Linked DNA regions of Mus musculus: region 2 is linked to region 1. A link is a contact called in public promoter capture Hi-C data. All regions are on one chromosome and are shown on one strand. Each heading gives the region's core, a stretch centred on a gene start, on an enhancer-like site or on the middle of the called end of the contact. The rest is flanking DNA. Distances are from core to core; before and after follow the strand shown.

Region 1 (7,427 bases), core at 2,526-5,025:
TATAAACTGAATTCTTGTTCTCTGAAAGAGTAGCAAGTGGTCTTAACTACCCAAAACCATTGCTTCTGGGTAGTTAATTTTTAATAGTTTTATTTCTTGCTGGTGCTGCTTTTTAAAATTAAAACATACAAGGACAAAGGCCTGGCACACTTAGAGATTCTTTGCACATCTAGTTGGTCCGGTCTGTCTTCCTCCTTTGATTGGTCAGGTCTGATTTCCTAGTGATCTTCATAAGGTCTCTATAACCATTTGACCCAGTCCTGAACTGTTCAGGACATATCACAAAAGCAGTGCACAGGTGACTGGACAACGTCACTGGGCGTCATCATCATCCTCAGTATCATTTTAATTCTGCATGGACTGCCTTTTTATTAGCTGTCAAGTCTGTTAGATACTGGTGCTGCTTCCATCTTCGTCTAGGTCTATGTAGGGCCCTGAGCTCCTAAGGAACATCTTGTTTCAGCTGGCTTTAATTATGGCTTGTGGCAAAGCTGCATTTAAATTTTTTTTTTTTTATTTCTAGAAATGAAATTTAGATAACAGAATACCCTTGGGTATATTGTTTAGAAGACTGGAGGTTTCTATACTCTAGAGTAGTAGAAAAAAAGTCTACCACAACCAATACAGGCTAATGATTAAGCTTCAAAGGTAACATCGAAAGGAAAGATATAGTCAACTAATACTTAGTTCAAATGTATAGTAAGGAATGTTTCCTTTCTCTATAGTAAGTCAACAGAGAAAGTAGAGAAAAGTGTTTCATGCATTTTTAAAAAAGTGCTTACTCTTTAAATATGAAATGATAGCCAAATACAAGCCATTTGTGTTTATAGTTGGAGTTTTAGAGTTGGCTAATTTGCTACTTTGTTAGATTTATCTGTAGTAGTACAAACTAGGTGTTTTGTCTTCCTGTATTTCCATTCTGTAGAAGCTGTTTCTGGACAGTTTACGGAAAGCACTCGCTGGCCATGGAGGAAGCAGGCAGCTGACTGAGAGTGCTGCCATTGCTTGTGTCAAGTTGTGTAAAGCAAGTACTTACATCAACTGGGAAGATAATTCTGTCATTTTCCTACTGGTTCAGTCCATGGTAGTTGATCTTAAGGTAATATGCTGTTCTTTCCCTTCTATAGACTTTAAGAAAATTAAGTGGATAACCTTCTTGTATAAATATTCTGCTGAAGATAATTGCTAACTCTAAATTTTGAGTTAACTTAGATGTTGTGTTCAGAGGACCTGCTTTTGTTGTTACTGTGCTCATTAGACTGAGAACAGGAAGACTGATATGCACTGGGTTTCCTTAATGTATAGATAGATGCTTGGATCGTAGATGATATCGATAGACTATAGTAACCAGTATTTAGTGCTTTTTCCGGCGACTAAAGTTTATTATAATCAATGTGACTAATGTTGATTATGTTTATATTCCTTGTTAAGTAAATACTTCATGACTATTTAAAGGCCATTGTTTTCTATTGGGATTTTTATAGAACCTGCTTTTTAATCCAAGTAAACCATTCTCTAGAGGCAGTCAGCCTGCAGATGTGGACCTCATGATTGACTGTCTTGTCTCTTGCTTTCGGATAAGCCCTCACAACAACCAACACTTTAAGGTCAGATCGTTGTTTTATATAACCATGCATATTATATATATGTATTATATAACATAATATTGATGTGGTTATCTCTATAAAATGCAGAAACTATAAAGATGAATAGGTGTACTTTCATTAGTGTTTCTTTTTTTTAAAAGATTTATTTTTATTTCATGCATCTGGATGTTTTAGCTGCATTTATATCTGTGCACCATGTATGTGTATGGGGGTGACGGAGGCCAGAAGATGGCATTGTGTCCCCTGGAACTGTAGTTCTAGACAATTGTGAACTGCTGTGTGTGAGTGCTGGGAACTGAACCTAGATCGTTTTAAAGAGCAGTCATTGGTCTTAAACTCTGAGATATCTTTCTAGCCTCTTACTAATATTTCTTAACTCTAATTCTTGATGTTAATTTCAACACCTTAAATTTATTTTATTGAAAGTAACTTACTTTTTGCTGTTTTTTTCTCTCTGTTTGTTAATGTACTTTTTTTTTTTTTTTTTTTTTTTTTTTTTTTGGCAGATCTGCCTGGCTCAGAATTCACCTTCTACATTTCACTATGTGTTGGTAAACTCACTGCACCGCATCATCACCAATGTAAGTCTAAAGCTAGTACTGTACTACTAACAAGTAAAGTAAAAGCTAGTACTGTACTACTAACAAGTAAAGGTCTCTTTGTTGATTTGGGTTATATGTTCTTTTCTTTTTAAGGAAGATTCTGGTTTTATCAACTGTTCTGAACTTAGACCTTTCTGTAAAGCAGAGCTTCCCTAAGATGATCCCACGAGCAGTTGATGTCCAGCTGCAGCTGTATATTCAGTCTCTACCTGAGGCTTTTAGTGAGAGGGATGGAGTTAATAGAATCTTTTGTAAGGAATAAGCCTACAAAGTGTCATTTAAAGTTCAAAATCTGTTGAGAACAATGCCACTGAAAAACAATTTAGTGCTTTCTTTCTTACTATCTTTGTTAAGTTGGAAGGAAGAGTAATTGTAGTACAGCCTAGCTATGGGCATTTAAAATGGTGAAGCTTCATTTGATTTTACCTTTTCATCCCCTTAATTAGAATAAAACACATGCTTTAAAATAAATACCACAAGAGACAAAAGCATTTCAGAGAAAATAGCTGACTTCATTAGAGGTATTTGTGCTGTGTGTGTACTAAATGGAAAGCAGACAGGAAGGTAGTAGTAGATGTGGACTGCAGAATTTAAAATCTCCATGTATGGACATTCTTAGTCATGTATGTTTTTCTTAGTACTACTTTTACACATTGGCAGATATGATACACTTATGAGTAACTTGTTCACTTTGTTTCTTTTTTTCCTCCCTTAAAGTCTTTGATGACTAATACTTTGGAGTATTTGTCTTACTTCTAAATTCTGTTATGACTTGTGAATTAAAATAATACCCATTCCTTTATTTGCCTTGGAATTATCAAATTAAACCTAACATTACTCTTTTTTAAAGGTATTTTTGCAGGGGAAAATAACTGCTGATCAAGCTACTTAGTGACATACTCATTTTGCTTGGTGGAGTGCTAGTAGCATTTTAGGATGTTGGGTCTCTGTTTTAGCCTGGCCTTGCAGGACATCCATCATTCATGAAACGGCAACCACGCTCTATCTCCTGCATTATGAACAACTAAATGCTTAGGAATAATACAGCCCTCATTTGAATATCACTGATAGAGGTATAAGTTACACTTAATCCAGTTAGTTCCAATGAGGATAGTATTGTGAATCTAAGTGTAGATAGAATATGTTTATATCAAAACCTGTACATTTGCCAGTGTAATGACTCAGGCCATCGTCTCATTGACTCAGCACATTGACTCATTCTAAGCTTTAGTTTTAAATTTAAAAAACAACAAAAAAGATGATTTTCCTATCCCATAAGTTTATATGTAATTCCAAAATACTAGTTGCCTACCTTGATTCAAAATATTGAAAGTATTCCACTTAATTAGATAACTTTATATGAATGGTTAACATTTAATAAATCCAAGTTTATAGTCTTTGGATATTCTGTGATTAGTTACTTTAATTGTGAAATATTTTTGTCTATAATTGAATACATAGAGCACTTTCAAGCATGGACTTGGCACTGCTGTAAGTGGCTGAGCTGCTTCTTTCTGGGTTTCAAGCATGCCTGGAGTGTTAGTTCCTGCATGCCTCCGTCCGTCTGTGTGCCTGGTGAAAGCGTGTTCTCCCCTTTCTGAGGAGTGCTGCATGTATGAAGGCAGAGTGTGTCTGCATCCGGGGACATTTGTATATAAAGCACCCATACTGACTAGTCTTTAAATACATCAACATCTGTTGAGTGGAATAGCTTGTAAACAACTCAGATAATGCCAATGTGACTTTTTGTTTGTTTGTTTCTTGAGACAAGGTCTCACCATGTAGTTTTAGACGGTCTGAAACTATGTAGACCAGGCAGGCCTTAAACTCAGAGAGCTCCATCTGCCTCCTGAGTGGTGGGGTTAAAGGACTGAGCTACTGTACCCAGCTTCCAAAGTGACTTTCAGTTATACTTTAGTTATACCTCATCCTTAGAGATTGCTGAGTAAATTGTGTTTTATTAGAGTCCACACTACCAAGACTTGAGGCCAAAAAATACTGACTTTAAAGTACTTTTAATTGTTAAAGACTGTAACAGTAAATATGCAGATTTATACAGTTGAGTTTTATAGAGTTTTACTGGAAACTTTTAGTAGGAAAATGTTTGTTTTCAAGTAATATGAATTCTTTCCTAGATTCATGGAGTCTAGATCTTTAATTTGTTGGTATATATTTTCTTTTTAAATGCTTTGGTTCAGTATACCTCCTCAGCGCACCTTTTCCATGTCTACTAAGCCAGTTTACAGCTTTAAAAAATTATTATGTTCTCCTAAAAGATAAAAGTTGTAATCTTTTTGTGGGTTTATATAGAATGAGAAATTATGTTTGGAGTTTTATATTGCTTCTGTGAGATGTCCTCATACACAATTTATAAGTACTATGTTTAAATCTAAAACATTCCAATTTCTTTTAGAGATTCTTAAAGTCTATTCACTATTTGAATTTTGATGCAGTGGTAATTTTTTTTTTAGTAGTTTCTAAAGTGGTATTTATACTGTCACTTTTTGAAAATGATGTGCACTAAGAGAGAAACTATAGTTTTAAGATCTATATTACATCTGTATCATCTTTATAGGCTTTTTAAAGGTTAAATTAGATGTGCAGCTAGGAAATTTTAAAAATATACATGTAAGTCAACATGCTACAGATAGGACAGTAGTTCATTGCAGATTTTTTTCTTGTAGCAGTTTATTGTAGTTTGCCTTTTAATAGTTCATATATTGAAGGTAATCTCTGGCAAGAGATGGTTAAAGAAGTATTTCTAGGGTACTTGAAAATTATTTAAATAACCTTGAGGAATGTACATAATTCACTTATATTAGTCTTAATATTTTTAATAAACTATTGTTAAGGGGAAATGTCTATTTCATTGACTAGTTTCAGAATGCACACACTTAGTAACTGACTAAAACACTAAAGTTTTATTAACTCAGGGATGTCTAATCTTTAGTGCCTATTTTATTTGAGAATATAGCCTTTACTTTGAAATAAATGAATTAATTCCTTATGAAAATAGAAAATTATAAAAAATTTTAAATCTTAAGTCTAAAAGTTAATATATAGTTGTCTTAGTTAGGGTTTCTATTCCTGCACAAACATCATGACCAAGAAGCAAGTTGGGGAGGAAAGGGTTTATTCAGCTTACACTTCCATACTGCTGTTCATCACTAAAGGAAGTCAGGACTGGAACTCAAGCAGGTCAGGAAGCAGGAGCTGATGCAGAGACCATGGAGGGATGTTACTTATTGGCTTGCTTCCCCTGGCTTGCTCAGCCTGCTCTCTTATAGAACCTAAGACTGCCAGCCCAGAGATGGTCCCACCTACAAGGGGACCTTCCCCCTTGATCACTAATTGAGAAAATGCCTTACAGTTGGATCTCATGGAGACACTTACTTCCCCAACTGAACCTCCTTTCTCTGTGATAACCTCAGCCTGTGTCAAGTTGACACATAAAACTAGCCAGTACAATAGTGCATACATATTACTGTGGTACAGTTTTGCAGTTATCAAAAATGATTACATAGTAAGGTGGTTGTGGTGGCTTATGCTTGTAGTTCTAGCATTTAAGAGGCTGAGGCAGGAGAATCACAGGTTCTAGACCAGTTTGGACAACATAGTGAATTCCAGCAAGAACATGTGTCAAAAACCAAACAGATGTAAACTAAACCAAAACTGAAAATAGCAACCCCCCACTCCCAGTAGTTTGATAAGATATTAAAGGAGATGCTTGTCTATTTAGTTTATTGATTTCTGCCAAGATTTTATGCAGTGTATAGGAAGAAGTCAGGACTCAGTGTACTCTTTTTTTTTAAATCATTGAGCATTTTGTTACTTTCAGGTGATTAACAAAACATAGAAATCTGGTTACACTGATCACTGATGGCCTTGGGCAGATCAGTGCCTCAAATCTGAGAGATGTGTTATATTTTGTGATGGTTAGTGTTGTCAATAAAGTCTGAAGATGAGCCTTTGAGCATATCCATGAAGATTGATATCATGATTACGTTAATTGAGATAGGAAGGCCCCTGACCACTGTGTGGTACCATTCCCTGGGCAGTGAGCAGAGAAAGCTCTTTGTTCCTGCTTATGGATTTGATGTGACCAGCTCTCTCCAGCTCTTGCCACTTTAACTTCCTTGCCACTAGAACCTGGAATTGTGAGCTAAATAAATTCTTTCTCCCTGAAGTTGCTTTTGTCAGAGTATCTAATTACAACAACATGAAAAGAAACGGAGACAGTAAACACCACCAGTGTGTAGGAATTGGCTAAATCAAATAACTGAGAGACAGCATAACCACAATAGTTTAACATTTATATTTCTTAAATTAATGAATTTTTAATGTGCATGGTTGTTTAGCCTACTATATGTCAGTAGGGGCTAGAAGAGGGTGTTGGATCCTCTGGAGCAGGAGCTGCAGATAGATGCGAACTGCCATGTAGGTGCTAGGAATTGAATCAGGGTCCTCTGTAAGAGTAGCCAGTGCCCCTAACTGCTGAGCTACTTCTCTAGCCTCTATCTTACTTATTTTTTAAGATGAAGTCTTTCTGTGAAGCCCAGGATATCATTGAAGTTCCTCATGCCTTAACCTCCCTTGTGTCAGGATTAAAGGTGTACACTACTGTGCTTGCCTTAGTTTTTCTGTAAAGAGAGTTTGTAACTCAAAATACTGTGAGCTGTGAGAAACTTAAATGTTAAGACTAGCTTGATTTTTTTTTTAAATGAAGAATAAACTATAAGTAGGATGAAGCTGTTAAGTCACATGTATTTACTATATGACTGTGTTATTTAATATCAGATTTTTAATTAAAGTATTACAAATTGAAAATTTATATTTAGAGCATATTGTTTTCATGTATAGCCTATATAAGTAGTGAAAGTTTATCCAGTCACTTTTCTATAAACTGATAAACTTTAATGCTTTTTCACAATTATTATTTTTCAAGCATTTAAAATTGAAATATATTAATTAAATTTAAAGCAAAAGTCATTTAAGGATACACTTAAACAGATTTTATAAATCAGCTAGATTGGCTAAATGGAAATAGGAAAATATCTATATAGAATAATTATTTTATAAACCCTTAGCTAGGTCTGGGGATGTAGCTCAGTGGTAGAGCACTTGCTTAACATACACACATCCCAGGGTCCTGACTTTAATGTCTAGCTTTGTAAAAACAAAGATACTTAGCTAGGATCAGCTGTCTTTGTTTTGGGTG
Region 2 (7,514 bases), core at 1,530-4,029, 550 kb after region 1:
GCACGCCTTTAATCCCAGCACTTGGAAGGCAGAGGCAGGCGAATTTCTGAGTTCGAGGCCAGCCTGGTCTACAGAGTGAGTTCCAGGACAGCCAGGGCTACACAGAGAAACCCTGCCTCGAAAAAAAAAAATCTGTCTCTACTCACTTTCTGAGTAGTGTATCTAAAAGTCTGTACCGCCATGCCTCCTGCCTCAGATTCTAAGTGCAAGCCATCAGATCCAGCAAAGCTTTAAGTCTTATGTTTTTGTTTTGATTTTTGTGAGACAAGTCTCACTGTGTATCCAGGCTGATCTCAAACTCAAGATCCTCCTGCCTCAGCCTCATTAAGCGTTAGGATTCTAGGCAGCACCATCATGGCTAACATCCTACCTTTCTGGGGACTGAAGCGATGGCTCAGTGGCTATAATTCCAAAAGGGGGGGAGTTCAGTCCCCCGAACCCACATTCACAACCATCTGTAACACTTCCAGACCCAACACTCTCTTGGGGCCTCTGCAGATATTTTTTTTCATCTTTCTGGTCTGACTCTGTACATAGTAGCCATTCTCCCTCCTTTGACAATTCATCCTATATGTTTAATCTCAACATCAATCTCTTGTCCATTTAGAAGATGGAAAAAATCTCAAAGCAAACCTCTTTTGCAGGTTGACAGTGCTAAGCAAGCCCTCTACAGACCTTCCAACCGCCTGCCGTTGTCAAACTCCTCTAGCAGGCCCACTGCCAGAAGACAAGTTTCCTGCTAAAATCCTGATACACAATGATGTTGCTGATCTACTGACCCAACAGGAGGAAATAGTTCACTCTGACAAGGACCAAGCCTTATTGGGCAATTGCCCTCCACACAGTCATCTCTGATCCTAATTTTAAAAAACGTGCACACAATCATAGAATTCTGGATTTCTGTAGAAAACTGCTGTGAAGCTCACCACTGTCTGATTTAAAATTCTTGAAGGGAGCTGGGCGTGGTGGCGCACGCCTTTAGTCCCAGCACTTGGGAGGTAGAGGCAGGTGGATTTCTGAGTTCGAGGCCGGCCTGGTCTACAAAGTGAGTTCCAGGGCTACACAGAGAAATCCTGTCTCGAAAAACCAAAAAAAAAAAAAATTCTTGAAGGGAATTAAAAAGCTATAGACTCACTCACTTGAACATAGTTGATAAAGTCTTCCTTGAGAAGGGTTCTCCGATGTATTTTGTATTCTAGGTCGGAAGCCTTCTTGATGATAGCCCTGCAGAGAGAGCAAATTACACTGTGACATTTGAGAGGTTAAATGTGATTTTTATTTGGGATATACCGAAAACGGACATTTAACAGGAACATCTAGTTCCTGAACACAGTTATCTTCCACAGGCAAAGCACGCATTCTCTTACACACTTACTCTATGCTGTTACACACTTACTCTATGCTGTTAAGAACATCCACATACAGTTTTAAACTTTCAGGAAAATCACCTCAGTTGCCAAGATCATTACTGTTCCCACCAGCAAAGTAAATAATGCCTAATGCTTTTTATTATTTATACATACTAACAAAGATTTCTCCTCCAAATTTAGGCTACTTAGGGGCTTGTCTTGGGGTGTGTGTGTGTGTGTGTGTGTGTGTATGTATACATTCTCTAGAATCAAACTCAAGGCGTTGGCATGCTAAGCAAGCACTCTGCAATGCTCTTAGCTTCAATGCTTAGGTTTTTGTTAACCAAATCTCTATCCTAAAATCTTGGGTCTATTTTCAGCATGTAAATTCTTAAAACCTAAATTGTCTCTAACTAAATATTACGACAAAGGAGTGAGCATACATGTGTTCTAAGAAAAACAGAATACTCAAGACAATATTTAAGAATGGTAACACATTTAGCACCGCGCCCCCCTTGTTTTTCCAGACAGGTAGCACTCACAGGGATCCGCCCACCTCTGCCTCCCAAGTCCTGGGATTGAAGGCCGGTGCCCTGACTCCGGGCAACATTTAGCACTTTCTAAGCGTCCTCGCGGTGTTTCCTAACGTTTTTCTTTGCGGATCCTACACTCACACTACTACTGCACTTTTATCTAGAGTCATAGAAAAGTAAACTGTTACAGAAAATCACTAAAAGTAACTGATTTTACCAAATTACCAAATGCCAACTATATTCCGTGCCCTGTGGCAGAGCGCTAAAGAAGCATAGGAAATGAATTGAATGGTCTTCAGTCTATAAGTTTAGTTAGGGAGACCTACCCACTCCCCCTGGGCTTCCGTGGCGCTGTACTCGACTATCTAAAGCTGTATACCCCAAACTTTTAAACTATAACCATTTTCTAATCGGAATTCTCCCGCCATTCACACTGCCCAGTATCCTTGACGGGCTAGGATCCTGGCTGGATCACCTTTACGGCCGCAAGACCCTGACCATTGGATGACGGTCAGTAGGAAGGGTAAACGGACTGATTATGGATCGCATTGCAATACGTTAAAGTTGAATTCTGACCGTGGTCAAATTCCAGCCACGGACTTTTCCCTCTGCTAGCATGGTAGCTACAAACAAACTCAGAAAAGTCAGCACGCCGGTCCCCGCCACACACTGGCCTCAAGCTCCCCTCCGGCCTCCCCGCTCCTTCCTCTTCCCTGATCCTCTCTCACTTAATCTCCGCGTGACTGAAGAGTCCGATGCGCTCCAGCTGTTCCAACTCCGGGATTCGATCTTCTATACGTTCCTGAATTATCTCCGCCATGAGGCTGGAACTTCACAAGCAGCCGGGCGGCCGATAAGCGTAGAGAACAGCCACCTTTCAGCCTCACTCTTAGTGATTGACTGAACGTGCTTCGTAAGTCCCGCCTTTTCCGCTTCCGCCATTGGGGAGCCCCTCTTTTCTAGCGAAGCCGCTGTCGCCTCCCTGTGGTTGACTATAGGATTGCAGCAAGAACCTTTTCCGGTCTGGGAATGCATCTTTTGCGGGGGCGGGGCTGGGGGCGGGGCTAAATCCTCGCGCCTCGGAGACCGGAAAAAGCTCCTCCCGGAATACCTGATAGGAGCTTTAAGTACGCTACCTGGAAGTCATTTGTTTTTATCATGCTCCTGTCGCAGGTTCTCGCTTCTCGTCACCGAGAACACTGAAAACTAAAAAATGTAACTGAAGACGATATTGTTAATTATGCAAATTCGATGAGGCTCTAAGGCTGCGGACCAGCTGCCCTGGTCTTAGTCGGCTGGCTTCACGAAACCAGTATGGTAACCGTGCATTTTCACGTCCCAATGAAAGCCTCTGAATGGTTGGTTCTTTTTAAAATGGTGAGAAAAAATGTATTATTTAAATAATTAGGGCCATCGTGCTACCTAGCCTGGCAACCTAAATTCGGTAGAAGGAGAGCACTGACTCCTGCAAATTATCCTCTGATCTCAACACGCGTTCTATGGCGCGTGTGCCCGCCCACGTGAATACACACACGGTTTTTAAATTAAAAATAAATATCTTGACCTATGTAGACAAAATACTTCAAAATTTTAGGCACTGGATAAATAGCAGAAACTGTCATTTGTTTTAGAAAACAATGAAAAGTTTGAAAGTTGGTGAAATAGATCAATATTTACACAGATCTTCCTTACAACATTGTCCAAGCAAATTAGTGTTTCTAAGAGATCCACCTTGGAAGCAACATTGCTGTATAATTACTACCACCTTAAAAAAAAAATCTGTGGTTCCCTTCTCTGTTAAGTTCTGGAAGATGATAAAAAGCCAAAGCAGGGCTTCTTGCTAGACCTGTTATTAGAACACTCACGTCGTTACCCCGGTCTTCTACGTGATTTATGAGAGGGAACTAGACTTCATAGTCACCCAGAGCCACCCAGCTCCTTGCTTTCCTTCCCTTTCTGTTTCACATCTTGTCCCACTGGCCTCAGAACTGACACAAAGGTCAATGTGAGCTTCATCACTTCCCAGCCCTTTCAGATCTAAGATCTGAGACATGGAAGGAAATCATGTATGTAAATTAAAGATGCAGTTTCCTTGTAATAGTAACGCAGGACTTGTTGTTATTAGTCAGAATGGGGATGACTGTGAACAGCAAGTCCAGTGTGGGCAGGAAGCTTGTAATAATAAAAAAAAAAATCAACAAATAAATGCGCAAGTGTAAGGCATTTATAACGTTTCTTTAAGTTCAAGGAAGTCAACAAGCCTGACAGATTGTAATCCTTCCTTTCCAGACAAATTTGACAGAGAGTAATGAGCTAACTACAGTTCTTTGTTGTTTTTTTTTTTTTTGGTTTTTTTTTTTTTTGCTAACTACAGTTCTCAACTGTGCTCTCCACTGTTGTTTTGATATTTAGCTGTTATACTTATCTTGCCTTAAGAATTACTATAATAAAAATGACAAAATCGTCTCTTCACCTCAGCCTGTCATAATAACAGCTGTCTCACTATGTGCCCAGTACTATGAGCAAGGCTGTGATCTTCATGTGAATCACATGAATGTTTTATTTTTGGTTGTGAGCCTAGCCTTTACAGGCTGAGCCATCTCTCCAGCCCAGTGTTTTATTCATTTAGCTGACCCTGGTGGTGAACACCTTTAATCCCAGCATTTGGGAGGCAGAGGCAGGTGGCCATCTTTGTTTGGTTGTTTGTTTGGTTTGGTTTGGTTTTTGAGATAGTGAATCTCTTATGCATACCAGGCTGTCTTGGAACTCTCTCTGTAGACCAGGCTGGCCTCTTATTCAGAGATCCATTTACCTCTGCCTCCCCAGTGCTGAGATAAAGGCATGCAATATCACACACAACTCTATTTTGTATCATCATCATCACCATTATATCAACCTAAGAAGGCTGAAAACACCTACTAAGGAATGGGGATGGGAGGGGACATCTAGTTCAGTGGGCTAGTGATAGAACACAGACAGTCCTAAGCTCAATCCTCAGAAACAGTTCACCCCCCCGGAAAAAAAAAAAGGAAAGAAGAAAAGGAAAAATTACCAGCCTTCGTCTCTAAAACACATTTACATGAAGTTTGCATTTTATTTCACATAACTCACTAGTATAGCTTTACACTCCTGATCCTGATCAGCCAGAATCTCCCATGTGCTGGCACTGTGGGCCACTGTGCTTGGCTTTTATTTGTTTGTTTGATTGTGTGTGTGTGTGTGTGTGTGTGTGTGTGTGTGTATTATATGTATGTATGTATTGCATACATCTATGTATTTGCACCACTCATGTGTCGTGTCTAATGCCCAAATCAGAAGAAGGTGGCAGGTACCCTAGGACTAGTTGCAGATGTTTGTGAGTTGCCACGTGGGAAGTCCTCTGTAAGAGCAGCAGGGTCTTAACCACACTGAGCCATCTCTCCAGCTCCCGTGTGCTTGGCTTTTTAAGTAGTTGTTTTGTTTGTTTTAATCTGTTGTGTGTATGACGTGTGTATGATATGTGTTGGTGTGTATGTGTGTTAGTGTGTATGATATGTGTATAATGTGTATATGATGTGTGTTTGTGTGTATGATGTATGTCTCTGTGACTGAATGATGTGAGTTTGTATGAGTGTGTGGACCCACGGGACAATGTTGGGTGTTGAGCCCTGCCTTCCACTTTCTCCCAGTTGATGCTTGAAGCAAACAACCTGGCCCTTGAGTTTCCTGGGATTCTCCTGTCTGCACTCCTGGAGAACCTGGGTGACAGGTGGGTGCTTTACATGAATTCTAGGGATTCCAGTTTCTGGGGATCCAAACGCTGATGCTCATACTTGTATGGTAAGTACTTTAACCACAGAACCAGCTCCCAAGTCAAGTGGTTATTGTAATATAGAGTTTCATGATCCCTGTCTCAATGACCAAGAAAGAGAGAGGCCAGAAAGATGGATTCTGATCACCTACAACCTTCAAGGAACAGTTCATCCCCATTTTGGTGCTGATGAGCCAGTTTGGAAAACAGCAAACTGCCTTCTGCTAAGATCCTGAGACAATCTCACAAGAATCCCACCATAGGAACACTAACCAGAAGTTAAAACGTCCACTCCTGCCTTTAACACATTTGGATGTATACTTGAAAGTAAAGTTGAACTTATCCTTGGGTTGGTCACATTGTACAGCCGAAGACAAAGTTCATAGAGGGCTCAATGGCTCGAAATAGCAAAGAAAGAAATGTTAGTCTCCTCCAGCCCTCATCATTATTTGAAAAAAGAAAAATACCTAATTACAGACACAATGACAGACAGGCAAAGCACCTGGAGTCCCATCCCCCCAAGCTGTTCAAAGTTCCCGTGCCTGCTTCTCCCACACAGAGAGCCCCGAAGGACTTCAAAGTCAGGCATAAATGATAGACACAGACAAGTCTTTGATGCCTAAAAACTGCAGAGCCCTCAGGTTGATTCCTCAGTGGAACATCTACACCTTTCAATGGTATCTAGCGACGTGGAAAACAAAAGCGTCAAAGTTTTGGGTGACATCGTTACACACATTAAAATATTTGGAACCAGTAACTCTCCATTTCTTTTTCTATTATCTACAGCTCCCTTTGCTCCACAAACGGCACTGGATAGTAAATTACTTCTGGCACTCAGCCTTGTCAGCTTGCCAGACTTCAACTGGAGCAAGTTTTTATAACCCAGCTAATAAGCCCTGGAAATTAGGAGGTAGGCACAATGGAAATAATGACATGGTTTTTAACTGTAGGAGCACAGAGCGACAACGTGAGATTCCAATAGATTCTACTTCTTAACGGTTTTTCCCCCTAATCAAATCATCACATTTTTAAGTTACTGTAGTTCAGAGCACATATAAATGCAAAGGTTTTCTTTTCGTTGGAAAAAAAATAGTTTTGTGTCTTTTTCCTGTAGTTTTAAAATTATGCTTTTGTAAACTCAAAAATAATAATAAATGAATGAATGAATGAATTAATTAATTAATTAATAAAAGGAGGAGGAGGAGCAGGTGAGAAAAGAAGAACAAGAATCGAGTGGCTTAGGCAAGCAATCTAACTATTAAAGCTAAGTGACATCTTTTAAAACCAGATCCCAAAACAACTGGCTTCTAGACCTAGCAATTGTCTGTCTGTGGATGCGTTCTCATTCTCCCCAAATGATGCCTGATCAGCTACGACTATTATTTTTTCCAGCTTACCCAGTTACAATCAAAACTGTGTGCTATCCTTTTACATCTTCTTTTTTCCTTGTACAAAACTTCCAAAAAACTGAAAGTGAATATTACATTTGACTTTTATCATCCAAAGGCACTGGAGACATGAGACATAGTATCCATTTCTCTAAACCTAATTGTTACATCTGCTCCCAGTCACAATTTACAAGGACAAAGGAAATTCTTTTACCTCCATCTTCTTCTGCTTTCCATATGCTCAGTCCAAAAACTTTGATGCAAAGTAGTTTACAGTTTGTGAGGTGTGTGTGTGTGTGTGTGTGTGTGTGTGTGTGTGTGTGTGTGTAAGCCAATGTTAACATTGAAACCTTCCTCCAGAGCTGGAGAGATGGCTCAGTGGTTAAGAGCACTGACTGCTCTTCCAGAGGTCCTGATTTCAATTCCCAGCAACCACAAGGTGGCTCACAACCAT

The links. Promoter capture Hi-C pulls out the DNA fragments that hold promoters and counts their contacts.
Region 2: a contact with region 1 is called in a promoter capture Hi-C map of hippocampal neurons, with 3 times the contacts expected there. The contact joins the promoter of Utp6 here to the enhancer-like site in region 1. A contact is called at or near these places in 6 of 39 promoter capture datasets (the 3T3-L1 cell line, the C10 cell line, cranial neural crest and 2 more) and 4 of 115 datasets of contacts at active chromatin or transcription factors (bone marrow-derived macrophages, embryonic forebrain, embryonic stem cells and 1 more).

The regions. Positions count from the first base shown.
Region 1 is chr11:79,410,571-79,417,997 of GRCm38.p6, forward strand. It overlaps Nf1 (neurofibromin 1), which reads left to right. Exons shown (of 58, transcript NM_010897.2): 9 at 926-1,099; 10 at 1,485-1,607; 11 at 2,114-2,188. Among named protein-coding and RNA genes, the nearest start is that of AU040972, 70 kb to the right of the region's middle. Within about 2 kb of position 3,776, at least 24 of the 459 cell types and tissues checked have an H3K27ac peak or open chromatin away from gene starts, as enhancers often do.
Region 2 is chr11:79,959,608-79,967,121 of GRCm38.p6, forward strand. It overlaps Utp6 (UTP6 small subunit processome component), which reads right to left and starts at 2,780. Exons shown (of 19, transcript NM_144826.3): 1 at 2,611-2,780; 2 at 1,140-1,224. The coding sequence starts at 2,702.